3 separate regions of the Zea mays genome follow, and regions 1 and 2 are each linked to region 3. A link is a contact called in public Hi-C data. All regions are on one chromosome and are shown on one strand. The core of a region is the stretch at or near the end of the contact, and the rest is flanking DNA. Distances in the headings are between cores, read along the strand shown.

What was found. Hi-C and Micro-C count contacts between places; a contact is called where the count stands out from the background.
Region 1: a Hi-C map of bundle sheath shows a contact between it and region 3, with 3 times the contacts expected there. The contact joins the promoter of LOC100381844 here to the enhancer-like site in region 3. A contact is called at or near these places in 5 of 25 Hi-C or Micro-C datasets (bundle sheath, ear, leaf and 1 more).
Region 2: a Hi-C map of bundle sheath shows a contact between it and region 3, with 1.6 times the contacts expected there. The contact joins two enhancer-like sites. A contact is called at or near these places in 2 of 25 Hi-C or Micro-C datasets (bundle sheath and ear).

Annotation. Positions count from the first base shown.
Region 1 is chr10:105,570,370-105,573,748 of Zm-B73-REFERENCE-NAM-5.0, forward strand. It overlaps LOC100381844, which reads right to left and starts at 1,830. Exons shown (of 1, transcript NM_001174635.2): 1 at 397-1,830. The coding sequence starts at 1,824. The coding sequence ends at 1,279.
Region 2 is chr10:105,190,468-105,193,922 of Zm-B73-REFERENCE-NAM-5.0, forward strand. No RefSeq gene overlaps it. Among protein-coding and RNA genes, the nearest start is that of LOC109943210, 89 kb to the right of the region's middle. Within about 2 kb of position 1,939, at least 16 of the 20 cell types and tissues checked have an H3K27ac peak or open chromatin away from gene starts, as enhancers often do. A contact at or near this core is called in bundle sheath and ear, where this site is marked.
Region 3 is chr10:105,416,513-105,419,860 of Zm-B73-REFERENCE-NAM-5.0, forward strand. No RefSeq gene overlaps it. Among protein-coding and RNA genes, the nearest start is that of LOC100282464, 26 kb to the left of the region's middle. Within about 2 kb of position 1,784, at least 18 of the 20 cell types and tissues checked have an H3K27ac peak or open chromatin away from gene starts, as enhancers often do. A contact at or near this core is called in bundle sheath, ear, leaf and 1 more, where this site is marked.

The DNA.
Region 1 (3,379 bases), core at 580-3,079, 150 kb after region 3:
TAATGAAGAATTTCGGTAAAGGATTCTTGTGCTTGTTTACTACAGAGTTCCGATCCTGAACCATGACGACAAGTTCTGTGGGTTCTATTTTATTATGAATAATATTATTTGTTTTCAATTAAGTATTATTTATTCTTAACTATGCAATAATAATATGGTTTATATATATTATGTATGTACTTGAATAATTTAAATATTACATTTATTCCATCTTTATTGATAGTATTAATTCAAAAGTATTAATACATAACGCGCTATCATTTTATATTGTTCCTAATGGATGTGATATAGTTCTGTTATTGGATGATAAAGCTGTAGTAGTAATATCCTTTGTCCCGGATGACTTCTTTCTTTGAGTATTGTCTCTGTATTTTGGTACACATTCTGAAAAGAAATAATCCAAAAAGTTGAGATGTCAAAATCAATATATATGTGTGTGTACACACACATACATACCGTTCTGCAATTTGCCATATATATATAATATATATTTTTGTAACATATAATTATAGTAGCCTATAAAATAAGTATAATCATACTTAATATAATACGATAATATATACTCTATGCACATACAGTTTGTCAAACCATACACATTCTAAATCTAAAGATATATAAATATGAAAATAACTACCGTATAAGTAAAAAATTCACACACACGCTACACACTATATAGAGAGAGAGAGAGAGAGATCCATTTCTACTACCGGGTATCTGTGTATGTGTGTGTGATAACGGAAAAAAGGGTAACAATCAAGGTTATACAATTGAACTTTTTTTGACAAAGTTGAATACTAAAAATTAGATATTATAAACCATGACTGGGCTTAAAAATCAATGTATATTTATATAGAGAGAAGCAATATGGAACGTTTGATTTCTTTAGTCACCCGTGTCTAAACTCTAGGAACTAAATATTAGTTCCTAGAAATCCTCAACCCATTTGGTATTCTAGAAAGTGACTAATACTAAAGAGTCAAAGAACACACCCTCAAATCCGGATATATAAGAAGCATACGGCGACGGCGACGGCGGCGGCGCTCTCGCGTACATTTATTCGGCGGCAGACAAAGTAGGACAGCATGCAAGAAGCAGCCACACGAACGCGCTGCGCCATGCAAATCACACGTAAGTACTCGATCAGTACCAATCACAAACATACAATACATGCGCACGTATGTTGATACGGCGGCGATAGGGCTCCAGTACCAGCCGGTCCGACGAGCTTGCACGAAGCTAATAGGCACACAGCAGCAGCTTGCGTCGCCACGAAGACCATCAGGCAGGGGCGGCGTCACGGACCTCGAAGACGTTTCGGGTCTTGACGACGACGTCGTACATGTGGACCAGCTTGAGGCGGGAGAAGTCACGGGGTACGGTGATGAGGTGCACGGTGGAGCGCTGGTGGAACTGGAGCAGACAGGGGTCGTAGAGGTAGCGCTCCCAGCCGAGCTCGCGTAGCCGCCGCTCCAGCACGTCATACGACGTCACCACCTCCCCGCTGGGAACGTGCACCAGCACCTTGTTCGGCCGGGACCCGCCGGCGCCGGCGCCGCTGGGCGGGTCGCTGTCCGCACGCCGCACGATCCCGTCCTCGAACACCCATACCCCCGACATGGTTTCTTTCTTGCTACAGGAGCTCGAGAAACTACTGCAGAATATTATTCGGTAGGGATCGATGCAAGGAGCAGCAGGATGGGGGCACAGGTATATATACGGCGGAAAAGAGGGGTAGATGCTGACGTGAGCGTAGGCAACTGGGCCCACTGTTTGCCCACCTGTACCATCGGCTAAGGTGGATCCCACCGGCTCACCATTCTTCATTGGAAGGAGTTGATGTGGGCCCGTGGAATCGTTGGAAGCTTCCCAGCGAAGGGCGCCTCTGCGCCGTACGATCCAGGAACAAGAGCCGCGATTTCAAGATTCCGATCCTTTGCCTATAGTGAAACAACGGCATAATCTGAGCCGTTAGATGTGTTATCAGATGGTGACAGTTACCTGCATGTGTGACTATTCTTCTTCTCATGGTAAAGCAGTGCGGGTCTCTTATCTTGATCTCCAAACTAGCATAAATTAAAAGGGGTCTCTATTTATATATATACCTGGGCGACGAGCACGACGGGAACGTTACCAGACATCATCTCGTACGAATAATTCTCTATATAATTTATTTAGTACAACCTAAATAATATATTACGATTCTCTAAACACTAGATATATTTAATAAACACGTTCATACAATTTAATGTATCTAAATATTTTATCTTATTCACTAGAACCCCTCAACACAGCTCATTTACGTGGGTTGTATGGATGGAACCGTATTTTAAACTTAAAGATGTTTCTTCACCGCGTCTCTTAAGCTTTTTTTTCACTTACCTCATTAAATATCCCTTAAGATACGAATCATTTATATACACTTATAAGTTTAAGAAAATAAAAAGACATCCTTTAAGATTAAGTCCTATTTAGCAATTATTACTAAATCTCAATACTCTCTTGATTAATTAGTTCTTCGTAGTCTCCGCAGTTAATTTAATCCATTATGCATCATTGTATATATTTAGAAACCCTGTGAAAAAATCCAGATAATATCAGTATACCAAAAAACACTCTTTGAAACTAAATAAAAATAAGAAACACCATGATGTATAATTATCAATGTTATTAGACCCTTCTATATAAACATAGAGCCTTAATCTAGAAACACCTTGATCATATGGTTAATTTGTGTCAGATATCATCTTCTAGATACCACACAGGAAAAAACATATGATAATCATATAACTCTATATTGATATTGTATTGGGAAGTAGTAATGTCCAAATACATCAAATGAAGAGATTACATTGTATTGTATAAAAAAATTATATCCATGAATAGTATAGATTTATATTATATCTATAGCACAGATAAGTATGTGAAGTTTAAATTTTTTGGTATGTATAACATAGACAATTAGTAAGTTTAGAATTTTTTATTATTGTAACCTTGTTGCATATGATTTGTGTATAAGTTTAGTTCAATATATAAACTGCTAGCGACCTCCAATATAGGCATCGTGTTGTCCACAACTTTCATATTGTCATATGGTATCAGAGCCTATCTTCCAAAACACATCTAGCTATGGCGAGTTTTTCTTCTTCCCTAGCTATACTAGCATCCCTTTCCATTCTGATTTCTAAAAAGTTGACAAGAGAGAATTATCTTCTAAGGCGTGTCGAGGTTTTGTCCACAATTCAGGTTGTACAATTTAAAGGCATTCTTGATGGCTTTGAACCTGAGTTATCAAAGACATTATCAAATGAAAAGGATTCCATCACGTTAAAGGTTGCAAACCCAGATTATGTAAATTGATGTGTTCATGATGAATACAACC
Region 2 (3,455 bases), core at 689-3,188, 230 kb before region 3:
ATCCCCTGGTTTGAAGTGCGATAGAGTATATTATAGACCTAGAAGGTAGGTACCTTCTTGACGGTACTAACATCTATTTTTCTTCATCATTAGTGAGGATGATCCTCATTCAACAAAAGCATATGGATTCTATCACTTCTCCTTAAATGGGGTATAAAGAACCCTAAGTACATAAGTACTACACAAGACTTACCCGACTAAAGTAAAAGATTCCAAGGGCATGTAGGCTCGGGGATTCAAGGTAAGGCTAAGCAAGAATCAAGGACTCTTTTGCATAAAAGCTTACTAATAGTGAATCCTTAATCCATCTTTTAACTTACCAAATTAAGTATTTCCTAAATCGAGGCTGACCTATTCTAAAGCAAACACTTGTTAAACCACCATCTTCTTTATACCAAATCTCATAAAGTGATCAAATCTCCATGTTCGAAAAGCAATGGCGATCTGAATCGATTGATATCTAGCTAGGGATCTCCAACCACATGACATATGTAGCACTTAACCCTTGCATATGTCAACCCGACCTTCGGATCTTCCAAGACCAAAACAGGACTCGTGCCACCCGAGAGCACAGTACTCCATCGCCCTACCACAATCCACTAGGGTGGGTACACACTACTCTCGCCATCTCTCCACTCCCAGTTCATGGTAGTTGTTCTCGTATTGGAATAATCAGGATAAGGCTTGCCCTTACTAGGGCATGTGGCTAGTTAAAAAGTTCTTAAGCATGCAGGCCTACAACGGAACGACTCTTAATCGATGGAGACAAAAACACTACATAGAGACTATATTCCCAATGCAAGATAACTGCCCGTTCTCATCTTAATAAACTTTACCATAGTTCTTTCACAAGTAACCATAATCAGTAGTAACATATGTTTCAAAAACCCTAATCCATTAAGCAGGGCTAAGCATCAATAACTTTTAAGTAAAAACATGTATCAAGGATGATTTTCAATTTAATCATGGTGGGTAATGCAACAACTTGGTTAATCACACAACTCCTATTACTTAATGCAACATAGTATTAATAAGGTGATGTAAAATTTGTAAACAACAAGGAAACATTTAAATGCACCGGGGCTTGCCTTGATTAGGAGGAGATTCAGGTTCTTTAGTGAGAATATCACAAGTAGCTGTCACCCCAGCGGCTAAAAACTCTTGTTCAGGTGCAGACTCCTCAAACATTACTTCACCTTTGTGCTCTATTTGTAATAATAATGAATTCTTATAAAATGTTTATGGTGATGCATAACTTTGAATAAATGATGGCTAATAAAATTTCGTGTCTTGAGTACAACTTCCCTTCACAATATAGTTGGAAGCCAACAAGACCAACTATATTCAACTTTCTACAAGATTAGAATGTTATCAAACATCTTGCCATGGGTTACTTAAAGTATAAGAGACCCATGGTCTTCCTACAATCCCAAAATACATCAACCAATTGGTTATTCACTATTTAACTTCTAACTTTTTATTTTATTAAAGGAAAAAGACATTTGACTTGAGTAATAATTGATTAAGCTTCTAAACATGTTCTGACTTCTACAAAAATTGTTTATCGGAGCATCACTGGTTAACAGAAATTATCCTAAAAATGTTCATAATTTTGGATATATTGTTTAACCACTAAAAATCCTCTAATTCTATTTAGTTTGCTTTAATTAAAACCTATACATAAAACTTATTGCTAAAATACCCTAATTATTTTTAACGGGAAGAATACATTTTTATGAACCCAGAAAAAATTATTTCATCATTTTTTCATACTTTTACAATTTGTAGCATTATTATCAAAACAAAGAATATTAGTAAAATAATCAGAATTTCATTAACTGAAATTGGATCAAAACTGAATGGCGGCCTAGAGCTGTGCACTATGCACACGCCCCACGTGGCCCACGACTGCGCCGACAACTTTGAGTAAACGTCCTTGTGAAATAATCAAACTGAAAAGGAATCCTAAGCACTATTTACTGAGTCACATGATTTCACATAAACCCCCTGTCTCTATTCTAATTCTCGAACACAAGTCCTTGCGCTCGGCCACGAACTCCGGTGAACTGGCAAACGCGGGCAGGGCGCATAAGGGCTCGGAAGGACCACACACTCTCAGAGAAGATGGTCTACAACATCACACATCTATTGGAACAACAAATTGAGCTCGATCGGGAGGCTCTCTAGAGAGCTCACCATAGACTCCGGCAGCTCCTGGCCCAGTGAGGGAGTGTTCCGGTGAACACCGTATGGTAGAGCTAGAATTGAGCGCTCGGGAGGCATCAGGAACTCACGGGGAAACGATTTTGTGCGCTGGTTCAGCTGGAGAAGCTCGAAGATAACGGGTCGACGTAGAACCGAGATGCGGCGGTGATCTCCGGTGGCGCGACGACGTTCCAACGTAACCACTGTGGTAGAGTTCAATCAACAATGTGTATAAGCAATAGGAGGTGTTAAGGAGCTAAGAACAATGAACAGGATGTAGAGAAAAGAATCACGGTCGCCTGTCCACGGGAGACCTGCCCACGGCGGTGCTCTGCCCGACCGTGAAGACGACGACGACGTCGGGAGCTCTGGTGGATGAAACAAGACGAGGATTGGTTTGTCTGATGCGCAAAGAATAGACAGAACGAGTGCACACTCCAATTTATAGAGAGAAACAAGGAGGTTGGCTAATTTTGGCCAGAAAGAGAGACGACGCCGTCGGCCCTAGAAGATCCCCGAAGCCGAGCATGGCATCTCTGTTAACCCAAACGTAAGCACTCATGTAATTCGACACCTTCACTGCGGCGTATTCCAGTAAAGCAGCTACGTGCCAATGTAGAGACGCGAGAAGAACGGCCCATTTGAGTGGCTCGTTCGGTTGAAATTCTGAAGTGGCTGTTGGTTTTTAGTCCTACATTGCTGGTTTAAGTGGTACAGACCAATTTATATAGTTACGATCGTTCTTATGTTTAAATAGATAAAGTAATATGAGAGGAAAAGAGCATGGTCTATTTCGCGTGTGCGCAACCGTGGCGTGTCATTTGAGTGGCTTCGTTAATTTGTTTTTTTACTGTCCGTTGAGATTTTAATATAGATTTTACTGCCATTAACTTAGTTAATTAGCCTGTTGTCAATTTATGGGTGTATTATGGAAAAACGGTTCCTTGAGAGCAGCCACGTCTATTTTAAGACACTGAATGCGTTCGGGTTGTGATATACGAAAATCCTATTCCATTTCTTCTTCTTCTTCGTGCTTGGAAAGTTGTGCTGTGGCGATTGAGTTGTTGTATCTCACCAACCCTTTTTCTTGGCGTGCAGTAAGGAGGAGAGCGAGTGATATCTTTGAACCCTTGTCGTTATGAAGCTTGCACGAGGGGCGGCAATAAAGTTTTTGGGCAGCGCAACTGTGCGACCGCTCGAAACCATTTGACGATGATCTTCGCTGCCTAACGGACGAATCGACGCGTCTA
Region 3 (3,348 bases), core at 534-3,033:
TCCTTACATTAAATCAGAAGCTTTGGTTGGTTTTTCATCAGTGAATGGTGAGTCGAAGAAAAAGGGGAAGATGATGCTTGACCAGGATCATGCCACCTTCGGACGTAATGTCAAGGACGCTACGAAGGAGGAAAAGACGTACACGCCACATCTCCCTTGCACAAAGACATAATTACCCATGTTTGGTTGTATAGAGCCTATTAATAGAGGAGAGGGTATTCTTGTAACTGTAAACAGAGATGTATGTCATCCCAACCCTATAAATAGGTATATAGTACCACTGTTACAGGGATCGGTCACTGGTCTGTCCTGAATCTGTAGCACCTTTGTATAGAAAGAGCATCCGAAGATCTGTATTCTTCAAGAGGCTCAATTAGCTTACGAGACCTTCAAAGGTATAACATTTTGAAGGACTTGTGAGCCATTTTGTAATTCACATATTTCCATTGTGTAACAAAGGAACAAAGAAGATGAGTAAATCCTTGCAAACCGGGTTCACACTTCATATATGCTATTTCAACAATGATCTTTATGCATGTTTTTTTTTTCTATTTTCTCCCCTCTTCTTGAATCCTCCGGTCCATTCAAAGGAGAGAGGATGCTTTTATTTTAATTATGTTGCTCTGTTGTGGTTCCTTGCAGGAACTTTGGCAGATCCCCAACCACCACCAACTGATACTAAAGACATCAATTACTAACAAACCATATAACTAGGACTAAAAACTAAGGTATTAGATTAAAATATGATACCATACCTAGATTGTTAATGGTACTACTACACCTTTTACACTCGACATTGCATTGTTTTCTAGATGAGGAAATACATCGTTGCGATGTGGATGCAGCTAAGGGAAAATGTAATGGCAACGTCTGATCAAGTTTTCATTATAATTGTGCTAGCTTCGCCGCTGGTCATAGACATGTGTTACTTTAAAAAAAAGTGTTGTTCAAAGTGCCACTACAGTTTTACTACAGGGACTATTTACAGTTCCGCTTTTCCCTAATTTATGGCTTTTGATCAATTTGCACATATATACTACTCTAAGACGTTACTTTGATTAACGTTAACTTGTTGCCTACAAAAGTACTCACTCTGGGTGTAAATTATGTCGTTTAGGATAATAGCACGGTCTCCAAAATATATCTTTAATAAATGTTTTTTAAAGCACAAACAAACTCTTAATGCATTTATACTTTGTAAAAGTATTTTTCAAGATAAATAAGTGCATATGACTATTAGGATCCAAAACCAAATAATTATTTGTGATTAAAGTTTGACATGTTTGACTTAAACTATGTTTAAAACGACTTATAATTTGGACATAGAGGAAGTAATATATATAGGACAGCGGCTTGTGTGTGTGTGTGTGTTATTGGCAAAGTAGTGAAGTCGACTTTTGGAGAGGATTCCTAGCTATCCGATTACCGCATATTACGGTTTCCCAATAATGGGTGCACTTTAGACGATGGTTTGAAGGAGAAAAAAAAGGAAACAGCGTCCATGCAGCTGGTACAAAAATCGTGAAGTTTCGTGGAGCTCCTTCACCAGGCAGCAGGTTTTCTCTCCAAGAGTCTTGCACTGCGACCACGACATGGTCCGTAGTCATCCGCCGGATGGCGATCCGTGGTCCTGGCCATCTATCTACACGGCCCGCCATTGACACGGTCTTCACGGCATAAACATGCGAGTGCGCGGTCCACACCGCAGCCACCCCGCAGGGCCCTGTAGCAGGCACGAGGTCGGCGTCGCGGGGGAGGCATCGCCCATCGCCGGCGCGTGCTTGCGCGTGGTGGGCGGCGCGTGCACGTCGCCTCGCGTGGGGCCCTTCTTCACGTGCACGCGGCGCGGGCGTGGGCTGGCGGGCGTGCGTGCGCTCGCTGGGGACGGTTGTTTTCCTATCTCGGCATCGATTGGCAACCAGGCAGGGGTGCGTCGTGTCGGACGGCGACGCGACCACGAGGCGACAGGGACGGCCCGATCGGGCACCGCTGCCCCGCCGGCCGCCGCCGCGCGTGCAGAGTAGGACGTCCAACTGTGCAAGTGCCGGTCTGCTGCCCGCTGGCGACAGCATATCTATCATTCTATCATCGTCGGCTTTCTGCCATAGACACCAGCTCTGGAAAAAAGGTTTCGGCTGGACGGTATCACGGCGAAGAAGGTTCTGTGTCAGACCAGACGGCTGGTAGAAGAATCCTGCTGTGAACACCGACCAAGAGCATCCTAATCTAGGCGAGGGCAAAGCATCTGATGATTCCACTTGCTTATCAGAATAACGGCCAACGATGTATATATAGCGATGTCGAGCAATATGGTCACTAAAAGTGATAGGTCTATATATGGCACATAATATACATTCGTGCTAGTAGCATCTCTGGTCAGCATTGTAAATTTGCAACACAACAGTAACGGGTATTAAAAGCTAGGGAGCGGAGAAGTCCTAAGATACTTGACGTTTCAGAAAGATTCTAAAAATAAACTAGTACTCTCTCCGTCGCAGTATATAAGATGTAATTACATCTAGTTCAAAGAGAAATGCATCAATATACGTGTGCATAGAGAGCACACCTTATATTATGTGACAAGAACAAAAAGTGGTTACGCCTTATATTTTAGTACGGAAGGAGTACAGATAGGAATTGATCTTGTCACCTGTATATGTATTTTTAGGTGTTTATTTAAAATGTGGCTATTGATTTGGTAAACACGGATAAGGGCAATTCCATCAAACAAATTACTTAATTCGTAGTTTCTATGACAAGGCATGTCATATATGTAGACATAGTCCAAAACAATAGACGCCATGCGCAATGTCTAACTGTAGATACACAATAAACTTCTCCAATCGTCTTTGCCAATCGTCCCTCTAGGTATCGTCTTCCTTCGAATTCACATATTCGTAGTTAGATTATCCAATGGATAGATCCGACGACCACTCAATGTCCGACGGCATCATACGAAGCCGTCGGACATAGCCTTATGTTTGACGATTTACTACAGCCGTCGGATATAAGGTCCTACATCCGACGACTGTCAGACAGGCTGTCGGCGATAACTGTATGTCCGACGGCCTATCTGACAGCCGTTAGACATTGTCTTATGTCCGATGGCTGTCTGACAGGCCTTCGGACATAAGTAATTTTAAGCAACAACGCCCAAACCGCGCCATTTCATTTCGCTCGCGTGCCCAGCAGAGATAGAGAGAGTCTGTCACGCCGCCGCCACCACCCTGTCACGTGCCGCCGCCGCCATCCCACCCCACCGGCGCCTCCGTCGCCCCCTCCGGCACCCCCACCGGTGCCCGTGCCCGCCGCCCACGCATCCACCCGTCGTGCCGGCGTCCGCCCCGC